5 separate regions of the Mus musculus genome follow, and regions 1, 3, 4 and 5 are each linked to region 2. Evidence: chromatin contacts called from public Hi-C and promoter capture Hi-C data. All regions are on one chromosome and are shown on one strand. Each heading gives the region's core, a stretch centred on a gene start, on an enhancer-like site or on the middle of the called end of the contact. The rest is flanking DNA. Distances are from core to core; before and after follow the strand shown.

What was found. Promoter capture Hi-C pulls out the DNA fragments that hold promoters and counts their contacts. A called contact is a pair of places that touch in the nucleus more often than the background predicts.
Region 1: a promoter capture Hi-C map of the C10 cell line shows a contact between it and region 2, with 5 times the contacts expected there. The contact joins the enhancer-like site here to the promoter of Tle2 in region 2. A contact is called at or near these places in 13 of 39 promoter capture datasets (the 3T3-L1 cell line, 3T3-L1-derived adipocytes, the C10 cell line and 8 more), 3 of 15 datasets of contacts at CTCF or cohesin (the NIH/3T3 cell line, large pre-B cells and pro-B cells), 7 of 484 Hi-C or Micro-C datasets (B cells, the G1E-ER4 cell line, epidermal suprabasal cells and 3 more), 19 of 115 datasets of contacts at active chromatin or transcription factors (the NIH/3T3 cell line, T-cell acute lymphoblastic leukemia, Th17 cells and 10 more) and 3 of 9 other capture datasets (adipose tissue, embryonic stem cells and liver).
Region 3: a promoter capture Hi-C map of pre-B cells shows a contact between it and region 2, with 4 times the contacts expected there. The contact joins the promoter of Abhd17a here to the promoter of Tle2 in region 2. A contact is called at or near these places in 1 of 39 promoter capture datasets (pre-B cells) and 1 of 115 datasets of contacts at active chromatin or transcription factors (pancreatic cancer cells).
Region 4: a promoter capture Hi-C map of neural stem cells shows a contact between it and region 2. The contact joins the promoter of AU041133 here to the promoter of Tle2 in region 2. A contact is called at or near these places in 1 of 39 promoter capture datasets (neural stem cells), 1 of 15 datasets of contacts at CTCF or cohesin (the NIH/3T3 cell line) and 2 of 115 datasets of contacts at active chromatin or transcription factors (both in embryonic stem cells).
Region 5: a contact with region 2 is called in a Hi-C map of B cells, with 13 read pairs. The contact joins the promoter of Zfp938 here to the promoter of Tle2 in region 2. A contact is called at or near these places in 2 of 484 Hi-C or Micro-C datasets (B cells and olfactory sensory neurons).

Annotation. Positions count from the first base shown.
Region 1 is chr10:82,166,408-82,172,031 of GRCm38.p6, forward strand. No RefSeq gene overlaps it. Among named protein-coding and RNA genes, the nearest start is that of Gm40720, 8.9 kb to the right of the region's middle. Within about 2 kb of position 1,599, at least 15 of the 459 cell types and tissues checked have an H3K27ac peak or open chromatin away from gene starts, as enhancers often do. A contact at or near this core is called in B cells and pro-B cells, where this site is marked.
Region 2 is chr10:81,571,609-81,577,235 of GRCm38.p6, forward strand. Tle2 (transducin-like enhancer of split 2) reads left to right here and starts at 3,679. Exons shown (of 21, transcript NM_019725.2): 1 at 3,679-4,083; 2 at 4,197-4,294; 3 at 4,628-4,691; 4 at 4,921-5,034. The coding sequence starts at 4,060. It overlaps Gm31936 (a long non-coding RNA gene), which reads left to right. Exons shown (of 4, transcript XR_380626.4): 4 at 92-245.
Region 3 is chr10:80,585,884-80,592,122 of GRCm38.p6, forward strand. It overlaps Abhd17a (abhydrolase domain containing 17A), which reads right to left and starts at 4,458. Exons shown (of 5, transcript NM_145421.2): 1 at 4,292-4,458; 2 at 632-1,147. The coding sequence starts at 963.
Region 4 is chr10:82,124,695-82,130,467 of GRCm38.p6, forward strand. AU041133 (expressed sequence AU041133) reads left to right here and starts at 3,319. Exons shown (of 4, transcript NM_001163064.1): 1 at 3,319-3,404. The coding sequence starts at 3,402.
Region 5 is chr10:82,238,648-82,244,331 of GRCm38.p6, forward strand. Zfp938 (zinc finger protein 938) reads right to left here and starts at 2,628. Exons shown (of 4, transcript NM_001105557.2): 1 at 2,524-2,628. The coding sequence starts at 2,526.

The sequences.
Region 1 (5,624 bases), core at 349-2,848, 590 kb after region 2:
TAAGTTTATGGGAGATGTTAATGAGACAGATATATCTTATTAATATTTTTATTTTGATAAAAATATGTTGTCCAGATGTAAGATGTCAGAGTTTGGCTCACTCTAGTGCCTACCTACAGCCAAGGGAGACCAGCCATGAAGGTTGATTGTGGAATCATTTCTGGAGAATAACCTTTGAGGTTGAAGGAAAATGAGGAGTCTAATGGAAGGGGCCTTTGTGAGCCTATGAAGAAAGACTGATGGACTTTGGACATTTTAATTCTTTCACAACACCAGTCAAGGACTGGCTTTCCTCTGTAGACCTGTCATTTGGAATTTTTAAAGATGATCTTTGGTTGGTTGCCTCAATACCTTCCCCAAATACAGCTGGAGGAAGCAAGATACGCTGTTGCCTCAATCCTGGTAAGGTTGCCTCTTCAGAGGGGCTGGGTTTGAAAACAGGAGACTTCCTGTTCTTTGGCTAGGCAGCTTAGGAAAAAAAAAAGACCTCAAAGGAAAGGAACATGTTTCTTACCAATTAAGGGCTGGAATGTCACTAGAACTATTAACAAGTTCATCCTTACCGGAGTTCAAAGATGCCAAAAGTGTCTTCAGAGCTGTGATCTCTGAGCTAAGTGCTTTTAGGGACTTTATGAAGGGGTAAGGTAGTAATGAAATCTTGTCAATAGAAAAAGCTCCATGAACAAGAGAACAGAATTTCTGGCCTGGGTATAGGTCTAACATTCTAATGGGGACAAATCAATATCTTGGCAAAGGAACCATCCCTATGAATCAGGGGACTTACTTTGAACTATACCAATGAAGTAGATGGAATAATACTTTTTTGTACTAGAGATTTGTGTCAGGATTATGGATTCAGCTAATACTAATCAGGGTCTCAAGATGGACTCACTTGTCAGAATGGGGAGGGTACTTCTAGTTCGCTATGCTGCAGGCTTGTCTGTGTTTGAAGAAGGGGCTTGTGTGCTGCCCTGTGACCCACTGCTGGAACCTGTGAGGAGAGCCAGGTAAGCTGGGAATCTGAGCCATGGGGAGCAGGGCTGCCATCCCCACGTGGGAAGGAGCTAGAGGACCCTGTGTAGGGTTCATCCTGGGATGTGGGAACCAGAGGCAAGACTCAGCATCTGGTGTGATTCCGTTTGTTCCCCCTGAGGTCCTTGTACCTCCCAGGCACCCTAACCGTACTAATGAAATAGATGCTATAAGTATTATTTTTTGTACTTGAGGCATGTCTCAGGATTATGGAATCAACTAATACTAAACAGACAGGTGTGCCCTCCCCATTGCAGTTTCTTATTCCAAAATAGGACATAATAGCAACATCTTAATATCTTTGAAGAAAACGTTAAAAAAAAAAAGACAAAGAAATTTGTTTTCTTTTTTAAAAATCAAATATTAGTCTTTTTATTAAATACTGTTAAACTTGTTTTTGGATCAAGGAATTCAAATCTTTTAAATTTTCCTATGTAGTGAACCCGTTCTTTGTGGAAAGGATTTAATGACACAGAACAGGAGCTCTTTTCTCCTTAGGGCAGTGCCTCTTTCTTCTTCCTCTTTCATTTCCTGTGCAGCAGTAGACTACCCAGATAAATAAGGTTGAAGTCAGACAGCAGCCAAAGAAGAAAAGATACAGCCACCACCTGCTTCTTGCCACGTTGGCTACTGCACATGAGCTGCAATCTGCCTGATCCACCTCCTCGTCACTATGTATTCCTGGGAAAGCAATATGCTCAGATGCTTTGATACATAGCAGCACAGTGGACACAGACTCACGTGTTGGATCTGGGTGAGAACCCTGGAAAGAAGCACCATGCTGTTACTCACTGGTTCTCCCGCGGCAAAACTTGCTCCAGAGACCCTCTTTGGCAAGGGCCACTCACCTATATAGGCCTCCCTGGAATAACAACTCCCCTACACTATGATCAGAGATCAAAGGACTTATACCACACAAACTTTTTCCCAGGTCTGTCCTCCACCCAACAAGCACACAGGGTCACTATACTGGAAATTTGCATTTAAGTAGAAATGCTTTCAGTCTCCCAGAGCACTTTATGTTTCTCCTCCTAGGTATAAGGTCTCTAGTATGCACAGTCATTACACACTCAGTGTTGTAGTACAGCTATCTCTTTACCTCAGAACTGGAAAGTCCTGTAGATAACCTTAGGTCAAATTCAAGTAGGAGAAACAAAGCAAAGGGAGGCCATGGATTTGAAAGCAAAGAGGTTATATAGAGGGTCAGGAGAGATGAAAGCGAAAGACCAAATGAAGTAATTATAATCTCAAAAATAAATTTTAAAACATGGTATCAGGCTTTATGGTTCCATGTTCTCAAGAGAATAACAATTTATATTGGAGGCAAACAGAGGATTAACTCATACTTTTTATCCCATTCTCATCCAGAAAACAAATATCAAAAAACAAAAACAAAAACAAAAAAACCCAAAAAACCAACCAGTTAGGCAGGGCCACAAAAATTTGCCCAGCTCTTCTGTTCTCCTTGAACTAGTGTAACTACATAATTTGGTTGCTAAAAGGAAATTCACTTTTTAACTATATTTTTGGTTGCTGTGGTCTGTGCATCCCAATTGAACACTAATCAGATCATTTATCAATCACCTGAAGTTTATTAGCTAACTGTTCACTGGTAACTTCAAGTGTAGACAAAAATTGGAAACCTTTTAACATCCTTCTGGGCACCTCCCCTCTGTTTGCAAATGCAGAAGTCATGATCAGGGCATAGTTCCCTCTACATTTGCAACACCCAATAAAAGGCTGGGCTCTATTAAGCCATGAATCCCCTTGCCTCTCTTTTCTTTTCGGACCTGCATACCTGTATTCCCAGCACTACTGTGGTAGAGGCAGATTTGGGTTTTAAATTCAATTCTCAGTTGACATAGGGCCAGGCAAGCCTGGGATACATGATGTATTTCTCTCAAATAAATTAACAACTATTTGAGAAACATCAAGTCAAATTCTTAATTACTGGGAATCCTTCAAAAATAGAAGCAAATAGAAACCAGAGTAGTGATCTATACACAAAAAAATGAAATTTAAAAGGTGTTACTTTGGTGGTTTGAGTGAGAGTGGCCCTCATGCGCCCTTATGATTGAATAATTGGTCATCAGAGAGTGACTCTCTGATTGAGTGGGATTAGGAAGGGTGGCCTCCTCGGAGTAGGGACGGTCTTGTTGGAAGAAAATTGTCACTGGAGGTAGGCTTTGAGGTTTCAGGATCCAAACCAGACCCAGTGGCTTTCTCTTTTCTTGCTATCTGCTATCCAGATGTAGAATTCAAATACTTTTCCAAGACCATGTCTGCCTGCATGCCACCATGCTCCCACCATGATGACAATGGACTGCATCTTTGAAACTGCAAACAAGCCCCTAATAAATGCTTTCCTTTAGAAGAGACTCTGTGGTCATGTTTTCTCTTCACAGTGTTAGCACACTGAGACAGGTTGGCATTTCGATTTATTTTACTAAAAGGACAGTTAGCTACAGTGATGTTGAAATAGAGTGGGCACTTCTCAGGAAGAGGAAATGCTATTAACAAGAGACTGTATGAGCTTGCCTTGTATAAAATGTTCATTGACGAGTGCTGGATGCTGACACACATGTTATACCAAATGTCCTGTGTCTTAATGCTCTCACCATTGCTACACTTACCAGCATAAGAGTGTTGCCTAATTAGAAATACCAGGGCTCAAGCTAACCTTCAGAAATTGTACTCCCCCAATTCAGTTTTCCTTCATTCTTAAGGCATAAGTTAACCCATCCTGGGAAAGTACAGAAAGTCGTTTATCTTGCCTTATCACATCCTTTATAACATAGACCCCTTCAGTTTAAAGCCTTAAAATAAGGTGGTGGCGCATGCCTTTAATCCCAGCACTTGGGAGGCAGAGGCAGGCAGATTTCTGAGTTTGAGGCTAGCCTGGTCTACAGTGTGAGTTCCAGGACAGCCAGGGCTGAAACCCTGTCTCAAAAAACAAAACAAAACAAAACAAAACAAAACAAAAAAGAAAGAAAGAAATTAATAAAATGAACGGTTTTTTGTTTGTTTTTGTTGCATGGATTATTTTATTGTAAATAAAATGCTCTTAAAGCAAGAATTATATAATATTAAAAGAAATCACACAGAGGAAAGTATTTATATAAAATTAATACAGAAATATATTAAGTTTAGAAAGTGTTAAGAGAGAAATAAATAAACATAGAAGATCAGCTCTCCAGAGAAAGGAGAAAAAGAAATAAATTGCAGTCTCCTAAGGAAGGAGAGAAAAAGAACTAAAGTGAAGTCTCCAAAGAGAGGAGAAAATTATAGGTATTAAGGAGAAGTGTTTTCCATGTTAAAAAATGAAAAATTCTATAGAAGAGAACATTTGGACCCCCTATAGTTTTGTTTGGCTGTCAACATACAAATAGTTATTTTTTCAGTTACGATCACAATTTTATATATCATTTTAAGAGTAATCAGAAGAAAGGAGACTTAGATAAGGAAAAGAAGGAAAATCAAATGCAAGATTGGAGGTGATAGAAAAGAAAATGGAAAATCCTTTGATTCAGAGTAAAGGGGCTTCAGAGGAATCAAATATAATGCCTGTGGTGCCACCTGGTGACAAAATTGCAGAATGGCAGCCTATTATTAAATTTATTATGTTGAATTAAGAATCCAGATTCTTACTGCTGCTACCTTAAAGCTATGTCATACAGTAGATCGTATATTTCACTTTGTACAATTTGAAAACAAAAATGTACATGTGTTGATATAAGTTGATATATGTTCAGAATTCCAAGGGGCTTCTGCCTTGAGTTCTGAAAAGAATGATTCTGGTTTACACATTTATTGGATGTTCTGGCTGTTATGGGAATACTGACGCAAATCAAGACTGACAATGCTGCGGCATATTTCTCTAGTAAAATGAAGTGATTTTTAAATATTATGATATAAAACATATTCCAGATATTCCACACAATCCTATATGACAAGTAGTTATAGATCTAATTGTACTTTAAACAAGATGGTTAACAAACAAAAAGGGATAACAAAGACCCCACTGAGCTAGATTACATAGTTCTTTATTAACTTTAAGTTTTTTGAATGGTAATGAATAAACAGCTGCTGAGAGACACTGCATTTTTGAGAAAAACTGCTGAGCTAAATCAGCCTGTTTATGTAAGGATGCACTTAGCACAGAATGAAAGGAAGAAAATATGTTACATTGGGGAAGAGGTTTGTCTGTGTCTCAACAGGGGAAGAAAAGCTGTGGATTTCATCCAAATTAATAAATATCATATCTGTCTATGGGAGACCCCCTGAAGATTTTTGGCTGCCGACAGGAAGAAAGGAAGGAAGGAAAGAAAGAAGGAAGGAAGGAAGGAAAGAAAGAAGGAAGGAAGGAAGGAAGGAAGGAAGGAAGGAAGGAAAGAAAGAAGGAAGGAAGGAAGGAAGAAAGAAGCACAGAATGGGCAAAGTATATGCTGGTCTCTCTGTATGGGAACAGCTCTGAGATTGGCTGAGACATGGAAATGTCTCCAGTTAGAACCTCAACTCATCGTAGCCAATAAGTCTCATTGACTACAGAATCCGCGAGACTTATCCAAATGGCATGGATAAGAATTTACTGC
Region 2 (5,627 bases), core at 2,429-4,928:
GTGTCGGGGAGGAGGAGCTGCACGCCCCAGCCCCATCGGGAGCTTTCCTATTGGACTATCCCAGACCACCGTTCTCTGTTATTGGCTACAGGGTACCCAGCCTTCATTGGCCAGTGCTTTTGGTGACGTCAGAGACCCATGTGGGATCTTCGGGAGCTGATTGGCTGGCATACCCGACCAACCAAGGAGGAGATAGACGGGTCCCTCGGCAGCGGGGCGGCTAGTCTGATTTAAGGTGGTCCGAGCAGTCCCGGCTCTGAGTAGTAGATTTTTCCCTTTTCTGTTTTTTATTTGCACCGCGCAGAACTACGGAGCCTGTGTGCACACTGAGGCAGGGGCGCACTTTGAGGCGCTGAGCCCCACTTTGCAAAGTGTAGGATCCATGACCAGGCTGAATGGGAAAAAGTGGCCCAGGAAGGTGGGAAATGCTGAGGGTGCTCCCCACTTCGGGTGTGGTGTCTGTCCAGGGATGGGGTTCAGGCATTCTAAAAGGAAACCCCTGATCATATCCTCTGCTTCCACGGAAGCTCAGAGGCTGTGGCTTCCCAGGCCGCACAACAGAGGGGCAGTGGCCCCCTTCCAGGAGCTCCCACCCTCTAGGAGGCTCCCTTTGGCCTTGGGTTCCTTCACAGTTGCCCTTCTTTGGGGAGGCTGCAGCGGGTGGCCTTGGGCTGATCTTAGAATAAGATGGAGATAGCTTTAGGGGGGAGAAGAGATTCCAGGAAAAGAGAACTCAAATTAGGTCATTCAATCATGACAGGGTACCTGAATAGGGGAGGGTAGAGGGTGTGGCCAGCACAAATAGTGCTAAGAGGGAATGTGTCCTCCGGGTAATAGAAAACCAGCGGAGAGTGTATAGGCTTAGAGAACCGAGGTTGAGGGTCACTAGCAGGAAGGGTGCTGCGTGGGACATGGGGGTGGGGCTGGTCTGAGCAAATCTTGGCAGTGTAAGCACGGTGACACACACCTGCGACCCTGACTCCCCAGATGAGACCAGCCTGGGTTAGATTGGGAAACGCAACCAATAGCAAACAAGCTTGATTTGGGGAGATGGTGAGGGTTGGCAAAGGCGATAGCTCAGGGAGTGGAGATTCTGGAGTCCCGGGGGCCTCTGGGGATCAGAAGTTCTCAGACACCAAAAGCCGGGAATCAGGAACCGCTGGGGCCTGGGGACAGCTTGTGGGACACTGTTTTCTCAGACTTCCCAGGAGCCAGGTGTGTTCCTCGGTCTGCAAGGGAAAAATGAGTAAACAGTAAAGCAGAAACTAGGGCTGAGGAGTAAGATGCCGTGTTTCTAGTAGCAGGTGCTGGGAGGCGCTTCAAGGCACCAGCACAGGCCTCTGCAGGGGAGAGGATGAGTGGCCAGAACCTGAAAGAATGGTCCATGTAGAAGGACCTACACCTTGTACAGCGCCTGCGACAGCCTTAAGGCTGGGCAACGCCTAGGATGCTGGAGAGTATGGCGGTCCAGATACTGAGAGTGCTCCACCCCTGGCCATGGCTCCAGCCACTTACTGGAGGATGCTAGGGTGGGGAATGGGGTGAAGGGGGGCTCCACTACTAATCACGCCCCAGCCTCCTCGCTGGAGGATTCTAGGCTGGGATCCACCCTTGACCACGCCCCCAGTCCCCTCTCGGGGATTCTGGCAGATGCTCCAAGGAGTTACAGAACACTCATTCTCAGAGGGCTAACTGTCTAGGTCAGAAAGACTGTCACTTTCTGGGCCCACGGACTTTGTAAAGTTCCATCTACAATGTTAACCTTACTGAGCGCTCTCCCACACATATGATCGCAGTGGCTCATGTTTGTTCCTCTGTCATCGCTTGTCTAAATTGTTGCTTTTCATACAGCTCCTGACCAGCCAGCTGTGATCTTGGCTGCTCTGTGGCTCATCTCCCAGAGTTTGATCAGAGAGAGCTCCATTCTGTCCTTTTATCCTGGAAGTCCTAGGTTTTCAGCTAGTATCCTCCTGCTGTAGAGCGCTGGCCCCGTGCAAGTCTCATAAAGGCCCCTGTCCTCTGTAGCTGACTTAGCTGCCCACAGAGATCCAAACGTTAATGTGGATGTGAGGTCTTTCCCCTATGATTGTTGCCCACTGTTTCCCAGTGCATAGTAGTTCACAGTAGCACCAGGCATACATTTATTGATTGATTTAATGATGGACCAGAGCTCAGGTTTCTTTCCTTGGTTTTTTTTTTTCCCTCCCTCTCCCTGAGACAAGGTTTCTCTGTGTAGAACCTGGTTGTCCTGAAACTTGCTCTGTAGATATCTTAGTTAAGATTTTACTGCTGTAAACAGACACCATGACCAAGGCAATTGGGGCTGGCTTACAGAGTCAGAGGGTCAGTCCATAATCATCGAGACAGGTGCATGAAGGCCTCCAGGCAGGCATGGTACAGGAGGAGCAGAGAGTTCTGTGTCTTCTTCTGAAGGCCCCTAGAAGAAGTCTGACTAAGGCACTTGGCAGAGCTTCAAAGCCCACTCCCAGAGTGGCATACTTCCTCCAACAAGACTACACCTACTCCAACAAGGCCACACCTCCAAATAGTGCTACTCCCTGGGCCAAGCATGGTCAAACCACCACAGTAGACCAAGCTGTCCTGAAACTCAGAGAGATCTGCCTGCCTCTGCATTTCAAGTGCTGGGATTGAAGGTGTGGGTCCCCTCCTTCCTCTTCTGAGGTCTAGTCCTGCCAGAGTTGGAAACAAAGGATGATTCCTGGGGGGAAGGGGGTTTCCATGGTGACAGGTGGCTTCTCAGCTCTGGGGGACACCCTTAAACTTGATGGGATGTAGGAGGTGGCCTGATGGCACACAGAGGCCTGTTGTCCCAGCTACTACAGGGACTGAGAATTCCAAGCTCAAGCTTTGCAGGGGCAACTTAGCAAGGCCTTGCCTCCAAAAGTAAAAGGGGGCTGGGGGCGTGGTCAAGAGTGGAGTCTCTAATCCCTAGTGAGGGGCTGGGGGCGTGGTCATGGGTGACTTCTGCCTAGAATCCCTCGGTGAAGGGCTGGGGGTGTGGTCAGAGGTAGAGCTGCTGCCTAGAATCTCCCAGTGAAGGTCTGGGGGCGGGGTCAGTGGTGAAGCCCCTGCAGAAGATTTTCTAGTGTTCCGGTTCAAGATACACAAGAGTTCTATGCACTAAGTTTAAAGAGTCTGGTCCTTTAGGAGCCCAATCTGGATAGAGGAGGCCACCCAGTTGGCTGGTGGTGGCACTAGCATGCAAGTCTGTAGTGGGCTCTGAGCCTGACCAAGCTGCCCTGGGCTCTGTCCTGGATCTCTCCAGAGTGGGGCAGCATTGGTTGACAAGCATAGCCTGGGTCTGCTCTTCCTGGGACAGGTGTGTATCTCTCTCTCTTTCGATCTTGGGGATGTTTATCCTTCATAAGGGCATAGTGTCGCTGTCCCAGAGAAGCCACTTGCAGCCCCCACGGCTCCAGAGGCGCGCGCACAGAGATTTTTTTTTTTTTTTTGCCTAATTTCTCTCCCCCCGGTTTTTTTTTTTTTTTTGAGTGGGGGTGGGGCGGGAACACTAGGATCGAACCCAAGCCTCAGTTTCCCCAGCGGGTCTTGGAACCGAAGAAGCAGAGCAGGCGGGGGCGGCGGTGCCACCTTAAGGCGGGTCCCGCCCGCGGCTCCCAGCCGAGCCCCGCGGAGGGAGGCGGCTCCGCAGCCACTGAGGCCACCAGCGCCGACCCCGGGCGGCGGCCACAGACCTGCGGCGCTGACTGCAGCTGCCCCTGGGTTGTACAACCCCGGACGCGCTGGCTGGAGGGGGGGCGCAGCGCGGGGTCCTGGTCCCCTGCCCCGACAGGCTCTCCCTGGCTGCTCTTTCTTTGCGTAAAAATCCCTCCCCCAGCTCCGGCTTCTCTCCTAGCTTTTCCAGGCTCAGTCTCCTTGCACCCCAGCTCTAGCTTAGCACCCCAAATTCTACTGCCTGCTCCTCCCCGCACCCAATTCTCTCCCCAGCGCCACCTCTGCACCTCAGCGTCCCTTTGCCACATCCTCAAGCCTCCAAGAAGCTGGGGGGGTCCATTCTCTCACCCATCCATCAGCAGGATGTACCCTCAGGGAAGGCACCCGGTGAGTACGGAGACTCCCATCTCTGGCTGCAGGAGGTGGGGACCAGGGAGGGGACTCCTGCCTGCTGTTGCCCTGGAACTCACCCTAGTGTCCTTTCCCACTCTCCCCCTCAGACCCCGCTGCAGTCTGGCCAGCCTTTCAAGTTCTCAGTACTGGAAATCTGTGACCGGATCAAAGAGGAATTCCAGTTTCTTCAAGCTCAGTACCACAGGTGAGGGAGCCCTAGTTCTGGGCCCTGGGAAGCCCCATGGGGGTGAGCGGGGACTCTTGGAGGGGCGTGGTTTCTAGGGCAAGGGGCGGGGCTCATTGGGCCTACTGGAGGGCTTTCTGGTGGAGGTGGTGCCCAGAAGAGTGTGAGATGAATGGATTCAGGGAAAGCCTTCCCTGAGAATGTTTTGGTCCCAGGAGTAGATCTGGGCTCGAGAGGACTGGGAACAGTTTCTAAAGGAATGGGGAGCCAGCAGCTTCTGCCTGTCACTGTGGAAACTGACCCATGTGGGGTGTGGCAAGTCAACCCCCATTTTTGTCTATTCTTCCTGCCCAGCCTCAAGCTAGAATGTGAGAAGCTGGCCAGCGAGAAGACAGAAATGCAAAGGCATTATGTGATGGTAAGGAGTACCTGCCCATTCTGCCCACTTCCGTGTTCTCCCTAAAAAGGGCAGGCTGGGATACCAGGCACTGTTCTGTGGGTCTCCCCCCCCCTCCAATTTGGGGGACTACCTGATTGTCCTATCTCTCTGAGCCCATCCGTGATCCATCTTGTGGGTTCCCTGTCTGGGTCTCCATGGGGCTCAGGGTGTTTGTGTCTTGCCCTGATACTCGTACCACCCCCTCGAGGCTGCACCCCATCAGTGTCCCCAGGGTGGCACCAGCTATCCACACTGGCCAAGACTGTCTCCTTTGCAGTACTACGAGATGTCCTACGGACTCAACATTGAGATGCATAAACAGGTGACCATGTGGGGTACGGGTGTCTGCGGGGAGGGTCTAACTAAGTTCATCCACATTTCAGGTGGTCATCCCAAAGGTTCTGAGTGGATCTGAGATTTGAGATAGCCCTGAAGGTTCTGAGGGTTCAAGGATCTGAGATAGCCCTGAAAGTTCTGAGATAACTGACAGTTCCAAGGACTGGAGGTTCTGAGATAGCCCTGAAGGTTCTGAGGGCTTGAGCTTCTGAGATAGCATTTGGAGTTGCATGGTTGATCCCATGGGCTTCTGAGACTCCAGCCTATGGTGTTAGGGTTCTGAGATACACTCTATGTGGAGATTGACTTTGAGGTCTGTAATTAACCCTGAGTCCCCAAAGTGGCCAGTGGCTCTAGGGGGTCCTGAGGGTTCAGAGATCTGTTGATGAGTGGATTTATAGGTTTTGCCCCCGAACACTCATGATTCCATGCTGGAGCCCTACCCTAGGCTCCTTTCTGTGCAGGTAGATGCTGAGTGAGCCTCACCTGCCATTTGCTTCCCCTGGTTTCTGTGGGACTTGGTGCTGATGTGGGCAGCAGAGAGCTGGTCCTTACTGGTCCTTGCCTGGTGGAGGACAC
Region 3 (6,239 bases), core at 3,208-5,707, 980 kb before region 2:
CTCCACGGCTGGCCTCCCACAGCATGGCAGGGACTAGCTGGGGATGGGACCTGAAGGCTGTTAAGTCCTATAGCCTTAGGCCTGCCTGTGGTCAGCCAGCAGGCCTTAGACCCCATCTACAGAGAGACCCGCTGTGAGTTCAATCTTCAATAGACACAAGCCCAGGCCAGGAGGCCAAGAGCCCTCTCATGCCCCCATGATACAGAACTGTGCATAAGAAGAGCCTACTCCTTCCAGTGGATGCTCTATTGCTAGGAGGAGGACTAGGCCCCACCCCTGGCCACCAGAAATCTTTTGAGACCCATCCTGTCCAGTTGACCTCTGGACAACCCAGACAGACCTGTAATAAGACAAAGGCCTGTGTCAGGTTAAGGCCATACACCTGCCTGGCCCTGCACAGGTGTCTTCCTGAAGCACCTGCCTGACTCCTAAGTAAAGGCTTGCCCTTTAGACTCCAGGCTCAACCTGGGAAAGCTGTCACCTCTCCACCTCACCCTTTGGTGGAGACTTGAAAGCAAGAACATGAAAGTGGAGTCTCCTGTGCTTTACAAGAGGGGTCAGGTGGGCTGAAAGACAGGGTAGTACAGAACCCAGGCACCCCTGCTGTGAGCCCTGGGAGGGGGCAGCTCACCTGGCACCCGGTACACAGCGCACATACATGCAGGCGATGCGGTTGGCGCGCGCGCTCTTGGTCACGAAGACCTCGATGGTATCCAGCTCGCGCTGGCCGTACTGGAAGTCAGCACGCTCCGTCAGGTGGATCTTCCAGCGCCCGGGTGTGGCCGCTGAGGTCCGCAGGGGACCCGAGGGGGCAGCGCCAGCCCCACCGGGCCCCGGCTCAGGTTCAGGTACCAGAGAGTAGGTGGGATCGGGAGGCAGGAAGGCGAGCTTGGCAGCGATGCGGCCCGGGCAGGGTGGGCAGCAGAACAGGCAGCAGAGCTCGCTCACCGACAGGCCGTTCATGGCGGGCACCGGGCCCGCGCCGGGCCAGGGGAGGGGCGGGGGTGCTCCGAGATGCGGGCAGCGGCAGCTCGCGGGCTGCACACCTCAGTCCCGTTAGGAGGCCGCAGCCGGGCCCCATCGCGGTCCAAGGCGAGCCCCCGGGAGCCTCACAGCCACAGGTCTCCATGCCATACAGTGGGATACCCTGCAGGGGACACCAACATGTAGGTTCCCTCCAGGAATCTAGGGTAGAACCAGGTGCCAGCCTGTGCCAGGCAGGGAGGAAGGCGTGTCCCCACATCCACGGTCTATCTTGATCCTCTTGGCCTGCCCACAACCCTAGCTCTCCCAGGCCTCTGTGGCAGAACTCATTCTATGTATGGCCCCCAGCTTCTGCCATTCCAGCACCCCTAGGCCTATGCCCAGACCCTTCTGTCTGCCCCACCAGTTTCTCCCTCAGTCCTTGAAGGAGTTATCCTCCAGAACAGGTAACAAAGGCAGCTCCAAGTTTTAAGCCAAAGGGATCCAAAGGCTCATTGGCTCCCACGCAGGAGGATGTGGAGGATAAGCCAAGGGGCCTTGGAACACAGAGACAGAGTCCAAAGGAGGAAACAGACACAAAGACCGGGAACAAGGACAGGATGCATGCCAGACACAGGGCCCCACTGACTGGGACAATAGTTTGTCCCCGTGCTTGGGGCCAGGGGTGGGGGGGTCTCCCGCAGGGTCAGGGCAGCTGTGGCCTCCAGCAGCTGCAACCTCAGGGTTCAGTCACCCAACCTCCCAGGCCTGCCTCAGAGAGGCAGCAAACTGCAGAAGGGAAGTGAAATGGGAAGGCGGGGGGGGGGGGGGCCTGACTCCAATAGAAACCCAAATGCTCCATTTCTGCAGGACATCCTAAAATGTGTTCAAGTGACACCAAAGCCACTGCCACTGTATGCAGAGCTGCCAATGGATAGATACAGAGACATTTCCAGAAAAGCCCACAACCATCTCTCATAACCTGAGAGGAAGGCAGAAGACTTCATAGTGCAATTTTGTTTTGTTTTTGTTTTGTTTTTTGAGACAGGGTTCCTTTGTATAGCCCTGGCTGTCCTGGAACTCAGAAATCCGCCTGCCTCTGCCTCCCAAGTGCTGGGATTAAAAGCGTGCACCAGCACACCTGGCTCATGGTGCAATTTTAACAGGATATCAACCTACACCTGGGTTTTAGGTCACAGCATATAAATCCACAGGGACAGAGAGACATGGATAACAGGCAAAGGGAGACACATGACACTCAGGCAGCTGTGGGTCCACACACACACATTTTTGGATCCCTGAGAATCTGAGGTGTAAGACCACTGGTGAGAGGGATATCCCAGTCCCTAACAATTCAGGGACACACTGAGAGGACAGCTATGACAGCCAGAGCAAGGACAAAGATAGTACCAACAAGTCCCCAGCTCCCAGGTAGCAATTCTCAAAGATGCAGATGACACCAGGTGTCTCCAAGAGACACCAGGCCACACCTGGAATCTACAGCACTCCTAGAATGGAGTTGGGAGCACTTCTAGCACAGAGCAGGTGGGAACCAAGACAACACCAGGCCACATCTGTAACTGGGAGCACACCTACAGAGCAGGTGGGGACCAGAGACTCTGTCCAAGACCCTGAATAGCCCAGAACAGGCTATCAGTGAATGACCCCGCTCCAAATATCCACAAGGTCAATGTTTAGAGACACTGGCTTTATAATCAAGGCCTCCTCATTTAACACCCCTTAGACACAGAGGGCTTGGAAGGACCTGTGGTCCAGTGAGAAAGAACACCTGACCAAGCTGGAGACAAAGTGAACCAAGGCCAGGAAAGGGAGTGCTGTCCCTCACACTCCCCTCCGGGTCACTCCCATCATCTTTAAGCCTGCTGGTTCCATCAACCACCACCTGAACCTTTCCCCAACTGCACTCTAACCTTACGAAGGTCCATCTCAGCCGCCGCTATCATTCCGTGTCAAAGGCTTGGCCCTCGCTACTTTGACACTTTCTGCAGCACACACCTATTGAGTGACCTCCCTTCTAGAGTTGTCCTTCCTCCTCCTAGTCACAGACCTCATGCCTAGCCACACATCTTATCAGGTGTGTAATTTCTGGGGTCTCAACCTGCAGTATGTTTTCTAGACAAGTCAAGCAAGGGGAGGCCTCAGTTTCCTGCCTGTGGCTGTCCCTACGTATGCCAGTATCCTGAGTCTGCCATATGGGGAGGAACTCTCAGTCATGATTCCAGATACTTCTACAGTTAACTAGTTCTCCATCCTGCATGGGGCAGGACCTGGAAGACCCACTTCCACTCAACAACCATGTGCAGGGCAGCCAGAGAAAATAAAGCTGTGGAAGAAAGACATTAAAGACATAAGCCTCTGGGACCTGCCAGTGTTATATGGAGAGGACAGACAGCATGTGGGACCTCATGTCACAGATGGGGCCACTGGGTACTGTAAGCCGGGATTATTCACTCACTGCCACAAAGCCCAAGCATTGTGATCACAGACATAAAACCAGGCCCTGGTGTTACAAGCAACCAAGCTACTGTAAGGGCTCTAGGATGACCTACATATGACTGTCTGCTCTGGCATGCCTCACCGGGCCAGTCATAGTAGGGAGGCAACCCTCTAGGAGCTGAAGAGTTCAAAGAATGTAGGGTTGAGGGAGGTGGCTCAGCAGGTAAAGGCACTTGCTACCAAGTTTGAAAATCCGATTTGGATCAGGGGACCAGCATGGTAGGAGAGGACTGACTTCAGGAAGCTGTCCTCTGCGTGGGCGCACACACGTGAAAAAAAGGAAATAGCTCAGTGACAGAGGACCGCAGAGGTAAACCCGGGCAGCAGGAGAGGATTCGAAAAACTGCAAGGGCTCCCAGGGGAGCAGGGTCTGCTCAAGCTGCACCCTCAGCAAGAGGGTGCTTCAGCAAGAGGGCTTCATCGTGGGGGTGATGAGGAACCATAAAGGAGTCCTGGGCTGCAGAAAGGAAGCCTGCAGTGGGCCCCCGCTGGCAGGAAGACGCCAGGTGAGTGGCAAAGGTGGCCGGTGAATGTCAGCAGACAGATGTAGACAGAGAGGGTGTGGGACAGTGGCCTGGGTCTGCGGCTGGCCCGGGCGTTTCTTGGGGACACAGCCGTGTCCTGAGGAGGTTAAGCGACTGCTCCAGGATCGCTGCACTGGGACATGGGGATGCCAGGGACACGGTGGGTGCGCTGGTCTCACAGCCATCCCCGGAGAGCGCAGGGAGGTCTCGGACGCAGGGCCCCCGCTCGATTCGGCCCCACACCATAAACCGCCGCAGCCCGCGCGCGCCCGCCCGCCTGCACTCACCGCCGCCCGCGCCCGCCGGCCCGGGGGCCGCACTCCATGGCTCCCGGCCGCCCGCCCGTGCGTCCGTCTGTCTGTCCCCCGGGGACCCCGACCCAGCCTCCTGCACCGCCACCACCGCAGCTCCGCCGCGGGCGGAAGTGAGCTTGACCTAACACCGCCCCCGGAAGTGATGCGAGGCGAATGCGCAAGCGAGGAGGCCTCTGGCTGTTTATGGGGGCGGAGCAAAGCGACCGCGAAGCGGATTGGGTAGGTTGTTGTGAGGGCGGTACATGTGCTGGAGGTGGGGCCATGAGAAGGAGGAGTCGGATTTCTGGGCGGGGCTCAAGATGGAAGGCGGGACTTGGTTATGCGGGCGGGGCTTTATATGGGGGCGGGGCCTCAATAGAAGTGAAGGTGAATGGTCTGAAGAAGCTTGGCTGGCGACAAGGTGCCCGGTGAAGAGCGGTCTGGGGGCGGGGCCTGGAATAAAGGCGGAACCGAATGGTCTGGGGGCAGGACCTGGATAGGGTGTGACTTTGACCGGAGTAGGGCTGCGTTCAGAGGATGGGATTTGCATTCCCAGTTGATTGGTTAAATTATCCTTGCCTTCCCCCTCCACCCCATCTGCTCATCCCCTCCGTGAATTCCTGGAAGAGGCAATAAAATGAGTTTCTCTCAGGATCTCAAGACAGGAGCTGGAGAGGTGTTCACCCTTTAAGAACACTACACATCCCAGGACCCACAAGGTGGTTCTCAACCACCTGTAACTCCATTTCCAGGAGAATCTACTCCCATTTCAGGCTTCTTCAGATACCCGACAGACACATAGGCAAAACACCTTTACAACCCAATTTTTTTTATTTTATGTTTATTTATTTATTATATGTAAGTACACTGTAACTGTGTTCAGATACTCCAGAAGAGGGCGTCAGATCTCGTTGTGGATGGTTGTGAGCCACAATATGGTTGCTGGGATTTGAACTCAGAACCTTCGGAAGAGCAGTCGATGCTCTTACCCGCTGAATCATCTCACCAGCACCCTACAACCCAATTTTATTTGTCTGTGTATTTACATTACTGCGCCATGGAGCGCCTGTGGAGGTCAGAAAACAGTTTGTGGGAATCCTCTCTGTTCTACCGAGTGAGTCCCTGAGATTAAACTCAGGTTTTCTGGCAAGAGTCTTTTACCCACTGAGCCATCTCACTGGCCCTCGTTTTGAGTTGAGTGTAGGGGGCAGAGGGTGTTCTTTATCTGTTTATTTTATATGTATGTGTGCTTTGCACTCATGTGTGTGCACAACAAATGTACCCAGGGAGGGGGTGTCAAATTCCCAAGAACTAGAGTTATGGGCAGTTGGGTTGCTGGTGAGCCACTACATGGGTTCTGGGAACCAAACCCAGGTTCTTCACAAAAGCAGTAAATGTTCTTTGTTTCTTGTAGTCTTTCTCTTTGTATCCTTGGTTGTCCTGGAACTCATTCTAGTCCAGGGACTTGAACTCAGAGATCTGCCTACCTCTACCAAATGCTGGGATTAAAGGCATGCACCTTGAATTGCACCCACCTACTGTACATGCTCTCAACCATTGAGCCATTCCTCCAGCATCCCCGACTAGGTTTTTTGTTTTTTTGTATTTTTGGGGTTTTTTTTTGGGGGGGGGGGTTCAAGACAGGGTTTCTCTGTATAGCCCTGGCTGTCCTGGAACTCACTCTGTAGACCAGGCTGGCCTCGAACTCAGAAATCTGCCTGCCTCTGCCTCCCAAGTGCTGGGATTAAAGGCGTGTGCCACCACCGCCCGGCTCCCCGTCTAGTTTTTTAAGACAGGACCTCATGCTATATAGATCAGGCCAGTCTGGAACTCATTGTGTAGTTCTGTTGTAGCCTTCAAATTACTGATGCTAACTCTGTACAGTTAATTGTCCTGCTTCTTGGAAGCCTCACCAAAGAAGACTGCACTGTTGTGTACAGAC
Region 4 (5,773 bases), core at 2,069-4,568, 550 kb after region 2:
TTCTATATATGAAAATCCATCAATGTATTCCACCATATAAATAAACAAAAATGTCACATGGCCAACTCATTAGATGCTGAAAAGGTCTTTTGACAAGATACTACACCTCTTCGTGTTAAAATTCTTGGAGAGGTCAGTGATACAAGTGCATAAAACATAATGAAAACAAAATAAATCAAGCCAATAGTCAACATCAAATTAAATGGAGAGACGCTTAAAGCAGTTCCAATAAAATTAGGGGCAAGACAAGGTTGTACACTTTCTTCCTATCTATTCAATATAGTACTTGAAGTTCTAGCTAGAGCAATAAGATACGTAAATGGGATAACAAGATACAAATTGGAATGAAGAAGAGACAGAATTGCTCAATATTCACAGATAATATAATAGTATACATAAGTGACCTCCCAAATTCTACCAGATAACTCCTACAACTGATAAACACCTTCAGCAATGTAGCTGGAAACAAAATTAACGTACTGAAATCAGTAGCCCTCCTTTTTACAAATGATAAATGGACTGAGAAAAAAAAATGAAGACAACATCCTTCACAATAGCCACAAATGACATAAAATATGTTGGTGTAACGCTAACAAAGCAAACAAAAGACCTGTATGACAAAACTTCAAGTTCCTGAAGGAGATTAAGGTAGATGTCAGAACATGGAAAGATTACCCATGCTCATGGATTGGTAGCTTTAACATAGTGAAAATGGCCATCTTACCAAAAGCAATCTAACATTCAATGCATCAAAATTCCAACACAATTCTTTACAGACCTTGAGAGAGAAATTCTCAACTTCATATGGAAAAAAAAAAACCTGGATAGCTAAAACAATCTTAAACAATAAAATGACTTCTGGAGGAGTCACCATCCCTGGTTATAAGCATACTACAGAGCTATAGTGTTAAAAACTTTATGATATTGGTATAGAAACAGACAGGTTGGTCAATGGAATTGAACCAGAGACCAGAAATAAACCCACACATCAGGTCAGTCTTCCTGTGGCACCCTAACAACTGGAGCAGGTTCTGTCCCTGAAGCTGTTGCCTATTTGTAGAATTCATTCTCCTATCTGGGCTGCCTTGTCTTCCCTCAGTGGGAAAGGAGTCTAATGCTGCAGAGATTCTCTCCCCTGTTCAGTAATTGACTGGTAAGATTTTATTCAGAAGTCAGGGAATAAATAGTGAGCAGTACTTATGCAACAATGAGGCTGGAGATACTTTGAATAAGGCTTGAAACCAGATATGGGGCCAGAGATATCAGCATTTGAATAATACAGAGATAATCTTCCCACAGGGCACAAAACATTATGTCTTCATTTTCCCCTTCTAGCTAATAAAAGGCTCTTTCTGTTTGGAATCTTTGGATAAAGTATTCTATAATCTATTCTATTTTGGTGAGTTTAAATTCTGTGTTTAAATCATTCTTTACCATAATTGTATAGAGCTTAATACATTTTCCTAAATCCTAAACACTTTAAACGTATATGGGAGACTTTGTCTAGTCTTCAACCCCAATAGACATCCAAGAAGGAATAATTACCTGAGTATGTACAAAGTGTAAGCAAGCAGCTTCCAAAATTAAAGAAATGAGAGAGAAAGCTGACTGCCTGGAACGTTTTATCCTTTCTAGAGTCCAACGATCTCAAAAGTGTTTTGAGAACTCTGATCTTTCAGCTAAGTGATTCTAGGAGCTGTGGGAAGGAGGGAAGTTAAAAGTGATAACATATTTAAATGGAAATCCCCATGACCAAGAGAACAGAATCTCTGGCCTAACATTCCAATGAGAATTGGCCAAGGACCCATACCTATGATGCAAAGGTCTCACCCTAAACCATAATAATGAAATAAATGCAATAATTATTTGTTTTGTACTTGAAGTCTGGCTAAGGATTATTGAATCAACTAACACTAAACAGGTACCCCTCCTCATTGTACTTTCTTGATTCAACACAGAACATAGTGATGACATCTTAAATGAGTTTAAAAGGAACAGCATTTATAGAAGAGACAAAAGGATATATGTTTAACAAATCAAATATGAGTATTTTCCATCAAGTACTATTAATCTTGTTTTTGGATTAAGAAATTCAAATATTTTTAATTTCCCTATCCCGGTAAAACCTTAGTTTCCTCAAAGATCCACTTGTCTCTGGAGCAGCACGTCTTTTCTCTTACTTCTCCATATCCGTTGCAGCAATTCTTTCTAGACTATCCAAATGAATAAGACTGAGGTGAGACTCAAGCCAAAGGGGAAATGATACAGCCACCACCTCTTTAGAATAAAAACCAACAAAGCCTCTGCTTAGGGCAGGAACATAGCTTCTAGATGAAGAGTAACGTTTTCTTTTTCCAGACACTAAAATGGCAATGCTGGTCTCTTCCTTGGCCACCCTGAACTTACTTCTAATATGCCCACATAGAAAACAACTTTAAGAATGATTTAACACCCGTCTCCTGCCATCCAAGACTTTCTTAGAGGTGCTAGTTTTATGTTCTTGCCAAAGGTCAACTTGGCAAGGTCTGTTTTGGTGCTTCAGGAGGTCTTGAAGGAGTCAAGGGAACCTGGCTCTTTGGCCTGAGGGGCCGTGGTTATAAGCTCCAAGGCCACCTGTGCTCAATCTGAGGCATCCTGTATTTTTCTTGTCAGCATTGCTGAATTGGTTTCTGCTGACTGATTCTCCCTCTGCAAACAGTGTATCATACATGCACTTCTTAATAAACTTGTTTGGCATGAGCCATCATCATCTTATACTGATACCTCCCTGGACCAGAATTGGTGGTGTATTGTGCCATAGACCAGGCTGTTTTAAACTACTGATGCCCTGCCTCTACATCACAAGGTTGCATGATAAGGCAGTGCCACCGCAGAAGGCTGGGGCACTGTTATGTTTGTTCAACGACGTGCAGTTGAGAGAGGTGTTTGCAATCCATGGTGTGCCTTGTTGAAATTGCTGATACCTGGTAAATATCCATCCGGTAGTTTAAATCTGACCTGAATGGAAATGGGCTTTCTTTCAGTTGTGAGGCAGGGGGATCAATCCACTACACCTTGTTTAATGATCTGCATATGCTAGAGACCTATATGAAGGAGAAGTTCCCACTAGGTGCAGGGACGACTTTGCAGTCCAGGTGTAAGGCCAATCTGTTCTGTGCCTGGGGTGGAGGATAGGGCTGAGAATGACTGTGCTGCGTCCCTTCACAGCCTCAGTCGCTAAGGGATCTGCTCCTGTCACTCAGGCCTCACCAGCTAATCAGGGCCTCGAGGCGGAACACCAATCGGAATGGAGGCGGGCACTTCCGGTGTGTGGCAGAGGAAGACTCCTCCATCCATGTTGGGCGCAGTGACCCTGCTTCCCGCAGCTGTGAGGAGAGTGGGGCGAGGTCCGAATCCGCGCCATGGTGAGCGGGGCCGCCGTCCCCACGCGGGGAGGAGCAGATCCGCGGGAGCCCGTGTGGGGTTGACTCGGGGTGCGGGAACTGGCGGCGAGACGCGGCGTCGGTGTCATTCCGTTTGTTCCCGAGTTGTGGTCCCGCAGGTGGAAGCGGGACCTCTCATTGACTTAGGTCTCCTGGCTGCGCCTGCGCACCGCATGGGAAGCGGGAGCTGGGCTTATAAACCATTCTGGGCTGGCTGCAGAGCTCGCGCATGCGCGCTGTCATTGTCAAGGGAGGCAGTGGCTGGCTGGCAGACCTCTAGTTTCCCTAGTCTTCCAGAAGTTCTGAACCTGGCACTTGACATTCGGGTGTAGCATCCATCTCAGTTAACTCTGCGCAGTGTAAAGTCTGTGTCATTAACACATTCGCATGTAGATGCCACGGTGGACCAATCACGTGTGTTAGTAAGGCCAGACTCACTGTGTTTCCCTGCATAAGTTGTCAAAATCGACCGAATATTAATTGTGTTTTTGCCCTAAGTGTGCTTGTTCTCTCATGTTCTGTTTGTCTCAAACAGCACAGTCTTTATTGCAGGTGTAGGGTAATTTAGAAGTCAGACGGTGTCACTGTGCTGTTTATTCAGTCTTGTGTGCTCATGTTTTCATTCATGATGACCTTTTGTCATCGGCTTTTTTATAAGTGGTTTTAAGTGCTGAGCCATCTCGCCAGTCTTAAACTTGACAGATTTTCAGAAATTTACATGTGTGTATGCCTATGCACAAGATGAAATCTGAGGGTTAAGAGAATTTAGGTTTGCTTTAGAATCTGTCTTTGGGTGTTAGGAGAAGACTCAGTAGGTATACTGGTCAAATTTGGTGAGCTTGGAACAAGCAATGGATAGGTATTCTTCTGATTAATGATTGATGCAATAGTTCCCATCCCACTGTGTTTGGTGCTGCCGTGGGCAGGTGGTCTTGGGATGCATAAGAAAGCAGTCCTAGGAAGCCATTAGATCGGAGCAGTGCCTTAGTCAAAGTTCTGTTTCTGTGAAGGGATGCCATGACCACAGCATCTCTTATTGACGGAAACCATTTAATTAGGGCTTGCTTATAGTTTTAGAGGTTTGGTCATGGTGGGGAGTATGGTGGGACATTGTCAGACATGGTGCTGGAGAAGTAGCTGAGAGTTCTAAATCCAGATCAGCAGGAAGGAGGAGAGACTGTGAGCCTAGCCCAAGCATTTGAAACTCCAAAGCCCAGCCCCAGTGACACACACTTCTTCCAAGAAGGCCACGCAAACTCCAAAGCAAAAAAAGTCCTCGCCTTGTCAAGTAACACCTCGTTCTAATGACCAAGCATTGAAACCCATGAGCCTGTGGGCACCATTCTTTTCTTTCTTTTGTTTTTTGTTTTTTTGTTTTTTTGAGACAGGGTTTCTCTGTGTAGCCTGGCTGTCCTGGAACTCTGTAGACTAGGCTGGCCTCGAATTCAGAAATTCGACTGCCTCTGCCTCCCGAGTGCTGGGATTAAAGACATGGGCCACCACGCCTGGCTAGTGGGCACCATTCTTATTTGAACGACTAGAGGTTGACAGCATATGTGGGATGTATAAGTCTGCAGTGTGTAGTTATAGAAGTTTGCAAAATCTGTTCACTGGAGCTTGAGACTTGGCATTATAAAGAGATTTTTTATTCACTAATCTCGATGTGTGTGGTGTGATTTCTCATTGGGAAGGCCCATTAATTCCAGAACAGCTTCACCTTCAGGCTTTTTGTAAACATCCTTTACAACAAGCTCTCTTGTGTTGACTCAGGTTGTCTTCTAAGGCCTTGCTGCCTTTCTGAGTCAACCTCCTCATTTCTTGGATTAAAGGTTTCTAACACCACACAGTTCTGAAAACACCCATTTGAACCATGTAGTGGGCTGGCCAGATCAGTAACAAGACAAAGATTTGTGTTTCTCTTTCTTGAAACCAGAATAGAAGGAATAGTTTACTGTGTAAACTGCAGGAGGAAACAGAAACAGATAGTAGCTGGGTTTTAAGCTGGTCTCCATTATAAAGAATGTTCTGATGTTTCAGGTGACTTTTATGCATTAATTCATATGATAGGAATGAAGGCAAACAAATTGGTGGATGTTTAATTTGGGGAGGTTACCTTGGTCCAATGAAATTTCCACTTTTCCAACTCTCTCAGATGGGTAAGTGCAAAGCTAGTTGGCTCTCTTCAGTGTGGTGAGAGGTTTGAGTCACAGGGCATTTGTCTGTGGCTTGTGTAGCAGCATATAGCACTCAGCAAATAACATTTTACACAGGGAAGGTCGTAAACTCTCTTATTAATGGCATTCACTTTACCAGGAATGAACTTGATCTGTTTTAACGTGATCTGTAGTTAT
Region 5 (5,684 bases), core at 1,378-3,877, 670 kb after region 2:
TATCTGAAGGGACAGTTCAGCCTGGAAGAACCCTAAAAGGTGTTCACTCTGTGGAAGTGAAGGTGGCTGGCATTACACCATGGATCGATCCACTATAGCCAGATCAAAAAGTAAATGCCATAAATACTGCCAAATATCTATATCTGGACTATGGACCAATTCAAATTAATGTTTCATTGGTTTTCCAGGTCCTTCCACTCCTTTCCTCTCTACCTCCACCTGAGTCTTATATGGTATGAATAAAGGGTCATGGTACAACCCCCACTGGACTCAGGCCTGGGTCTGGAAACTAAGAAAAACATATACAGGGGAGATATTAGCTAATGTAACTACAAACCAGGAACCCATATTCATGTTGACCTTTGCTCACTGATGTCCAGTTTAAATGTCAGGTTGTATTACAGAAAGGAAAGATGGGGTTTACCTATACAGATAGAAATACAGACTTTACAGTTCTACACATGCCCTGCAGCTGAGGCCCCTGGTTGCCAGAAAGAAGAAAGTTTCCATTACAGAAATAGTGTTTCTAAGACTGTGGATTCCAGAAAAATTCCCTTAAAAGGATTCTGGCCTTGGGCAAACAGGAAAAACCCAGAGAATCAGGCTCTATTCCACAGGGAGGGACTCTGGGGATGGAGTTAAACATTCCCAGGCAGAATTCAGCCAAGATTGCTGCTTTTCCTTAGACACATGGCCTCTCTGTACTACATATGTATAGGAGCATACTAGGCTTTCAGCCCACTGACTAACAAAACTCACAGTAACAACCCATATTATTAGTGTTCTGCTTTGTAAGTTAATTCATCTGGATATCCAACAGTATTGCTGAGCCTTCTAAACTACTTTGTGGGCATATACTAATGGCTTGACTAAATATATCTCTTTTGATCCTTTACAAACTAAGTACACAGGTTGATCAAGAGCTAATGCTATTAAAATGTTTCTATTAAAACAACAGTTAGAGTCCCTTACAGAAATGATCCTACAAAATTGAAAAGGCTTCAACTTACTTCTTCTGACAGAAAAGAAATTATGTCTGGCTTTGGGGAAAAACCCCTATTGTTTCTATGCTATTTAACCAGAACTAATTTAAGAATTACTGCCATGGTTAGGGATAAAATTGATACTTGTCTCCATTTTCTTGGTCCTCTGGCTAACTACTCTGCTTTTGGCACTGACTGAGCCTTTAATTTTCATTCTGATTGGATTAACAGTGGGGTCCTACATCTTAAACTAAAATAGGATGAAATCATGATTTGACACATTCACTAAGACCAGTGGGGAATGTAACAAGGGCCCTGACTCTATGATGACAGTACCATTCAAGCTGTAACTTCAACACAGAGACAGTACCATCTGCCAACAAAAAAACACAAAGGCCTAGTCCATCAAAGTCCAAAGTTATGGGATAGTCTCTACATGTACTACCTTACTCATGTTGTCAACATGGTTTTTTGTGCTTAAAAGCTCCTCATGAAAAAGGCTCAGGGGTATACTGGGATGGACTTGCCTTAGCAGGGAGCTGAGCTAAACCTTGACTAGAAAGTAATTATGTGGTTTCCTGCCATCTTGGCTCTTATATCACTATCATATGGATTTTAAGCTATGGATCCATAGACCCAATGAAAAGTCTAACAATTTAAGCTATCAACAACAGAAAGCAGATGAGAAACAGTATTCAGTACTCATGAATGAAAATTGGTTAACAAAAGATTGAATATATACAGTACACACAGTGACATTCTCTGACTTCAATTGTCAAATACAACTGCAATAAGGGCTATATTGTAGCTAAGCAGTGGTGGCCCACACCTTTAATCCCAGCCCTTGGGAAGGAGAGGCACATTTGTACTTCTGTGAGTTCCAGGCCAGCCTAGTCTACACAGAGAAATCCTGCTTCAAAACAAAACAAAACAAAACACAAACAAAACCCCCATACACAAGCAACCAACCAAACCAAGCAAACAATCTAATAAAAAACAACTTCCTGGGGAAGAATAGAAAGATCGACAAAATATGAGAAGGAAAAAACCCACACCATTAAAATTGTGTCAATTTTGACAACTTAGGCAGGGGAACACAGTGAGTCTGGCCTTACTAACACACGTGACTGGACCACCGTGGCATCCACATGCGAATGTGTTAATGACACAGACCTTACACTGCGCACAGTTAACTGCGATGGATGCTACACCCGAATGTCACGTGCCTGGTGCAGAACTTTAGAGGGCACAGAGAAACTAGAGCTCTGCCTGTCAGAAAATCTGCCTTTCCTGGAGACGGTAAAAGCAAGTGAGGCGCTCACTGCATGGTGACGTCAGCATCAGGGATGTTTTCCCACAAGGGCTCCGAGCTCCCCATAGTCGGAGCAGGGGGTGGAACTCAAGGAGGTCATTCAGGGAGGTGCAGGGAACTCAAGTGAACAAACAGAGAAACACCTGACGCTGATTCCCCGCAGCCCCTGGACAAACACCACAGGGGCCCCGCGGATCCGCCCCGCATTTGGACAGCGATCCAGCTCACCATGGCGCAGGCTGCAAACTCGCACAACTCTCCTCCCAGCTCCCGGCAACAGATCACATCAAAGCACACGGAATCACAGCCGACTTCCACAGAGCCTCAGCCAAGACTGCAGTATGGCGGACCGGAAGTGCTCTCCCCATTCTAACTGCTCGGTCCATCTGGAGTCCCTGATTGGCTAGTGAGGCTTGAGTGACAGGAACAGCTCCCACAGTGACAGATTGCACTGATGTTTCCAGCCCTGGCTTCCACCTCAGGCACAGAACTGCCCCAGACCTGAGGAGTTTGGCACTGCAGTAGAACTTGAGCCTGAACTGCAAAGTTGTCCCCACATTTTTCCTACACTCAGTAGACACTCTTCCTTCGAGTAGGCACAGGAGAGGGTCTCTAGCTTGCAATGACCATTAAACAATGTACAGGGGGTGAACCCACTGCTTCACAGCTATATGGGCGCCCAGCCCGTCCAAGTCGAACTTAAACTACCTAATTGATACGCACCATTCAGGCATTAGCAATTACAGTAATGTTGCTCACATTTCTCTCCACTGCACATTAGTAGCCAAAAGATTAACTTTCCCAGCCTTTTGTGGTGACACTGGCCTATCATGTCAGCATTTGGGAGGTGAAAGCTGGATATAAAAACATTTACGTCTGGTCTACAGAGTGAGTTTCAGAACAGTCAGGAAAAACCAAAACAAGCAAACAAATAAAATGCAAGAAACTTGATTTATGGCACCAAATGCAAACAATTAGGCTTCCCAAACAGGAGGTGACCAGGGTCAGATGATAGATATAGACAGTTTGAGATTAGCATGTCTTGCATAACACAATGGCTCATGTTAACCGAGTTTGTTAAGATGTACTGCTCAGGCAGATTATTTGTACATTATCTCCAAGGCATTTCTTTTACATTAAGCAACTAACTCTACTCTGAGTTGGCAAAGAAAAGAAAATCAAGGAAGACAGAAAGCAAAGACATTTGTGATGAAAGGAGTAAGAATCATGAAAAGAGGACCTGTCCAGTAACACCCTTTGCAGGATGTGTCAAGGTCTGTCTTTCTGTACAGACTTTGCCTCAGGCCTGCTCAGGCTGTGCTTACACAGAATCCAGACTGGAGACTGGAATTATTTACTGTGTGCTCTTCTTACCTATAAGGATCTGGGACCTAGAAGGCTGGTCATCACACATCTGGGCAGTGACTCCCATTGGGACTAAGGTGCTAGATGTCATGTATGTGTCCACAACATTGCTGTTCTGTACCTATGACACTTGCTTATGCTACTGGGATGACCACACAGGTTCTGGGTAAATGACAACCACACATGAAAAACCCCCTACTCTGGTGTGTGTGTGTGTGTGTGTGTGTGTGTGTGTGTGTGTGCATGGTACAGGCCACAAGGCCCTTGCCTGCATGCCTTCCATCTGACAGACCTTACTCTTGGTGGTGGATTTCACCACCAAGCATCATTATCATGCTGTCTTACAACCTCCGTATTCTGGACTTTTAAAATTCAGTGCAGGCCACCACTTCCTGAGGGTTATTCAGGTAAGCCACTCAGGGACATATCTTGCCTAGCAGGTGAAGTTTACATTGCTCCTCTCTCCATCACTGCTGTGCATCTAGATCTGTTCCTTTGACATCTCGGAACAGAAAGCGGTAGAAGGAAGTGTTTTTTAAGACATCATTGTACATATATGGCTGCTTTCCTACGTTTATACCTGTCCTCAACATCTGTGAAGTGTCCTTCGAGATTAGAAGAGGCTTGTTGGATTCCCTGGAAGTATAAGCATTTGATAGCCACCATGTATGTTCTGGGAATTGAATCTTAATCCTTTGGGAAAAAAACAACTAGTGCTTTTGACTGCTGTCCAGTCCAGGTAGAAGTAAGACTTCAAACCAGCCTACAATGAAACCTTTTCTCCTAACTTTGACTACAAAGTGGCTCCTGGGAATAAAAATACAATATTAGATAACTAAATAAAGGGCAGGAGAGATAAGATCATTGGGTTTAGAACACTGGCTGTTCTTTCAGGGGATCAAATATCAATGGCTTGAAACCACATTGTAGCTCAATGCAATCTGTAATTGCCATCTCAGAGGACCAGAGACTCTCTTGTAGCTTCTTCAGGGCGTTGCATGCATGTGGTCCACCACATACATGTAGTAAAAATACCTATAAATATAAATAAAAATTGAGATTCTAAGAAAAGTAGATAATTTACATCATGAACTGGACACTCTGGTGTCCTTAACCAAAAGTGGCCATAAGTGAAACCTGAACTGTGATGGTGGTGTCAAGATGTCTGTACTCACTATCTTGACAGATGGAAGGCATGCAGGCAAGCACCCTATCATGAGAAGCTATTTAAACTTAAAGTCTGTATGATGCTAGGGTTAGATTTGTGTTTGGAAAACTATAGCCCTATAGAATTGATTGGAGAGTATCAAAAGTGAGGTCAGATTCTAGGTAAAATGATTAAGACAGATCTTAGTTATTGACATGGGAAAAATCTACCAGAAGTGAACTTAGCATGGATGTATAGGGGTGAATGACTAGGATAATTAGGGCGCTAAGGGCCTGCGGAACCCAATAGAATCAGAAAACTGAAAATGTGTAGTTAAAGGATGATGAGCTTGGTGTCCTCAGACTGAATCTTAATCCTCACATTCCTGATGGCTGGGGATTCTGACTTTGTTTGAACCCTAATATACACATCATGGAAAGAGATAGCCAACTCCTACAAGTTGTTATCTGGTCCCACGTGGGGAGCATGACATGGACATGACCCTCCCCATACAAGCTAGCAAACAAATAAATATAATTTAAACATTAAAATATATCTACATTCATGTAAGGAAAGCTACCCATCCCTTCAAAGTTGGCAAGGATCCCGCCTCAGTTTTCTTCCTCAGTGCTGAAATCAAAGATGTGTTCTAATTCTCCTCAATCCTTGTCTTACAATTCAGTTTGGTGACCATTTATCTCAGTTCAAGGCACCCAATTCTGAAATATGGATACCATCCAAATAAACTCAGTTGATCTGTTCCTTATGTGATATTGAAGATTAGAACACTCCTACTAAAAACTACTATCTACTTGTATCTGTTTACATTGCTATAGGTAGTATAACTGCATCTCTTTATCTAGTGAAATACTGTTTA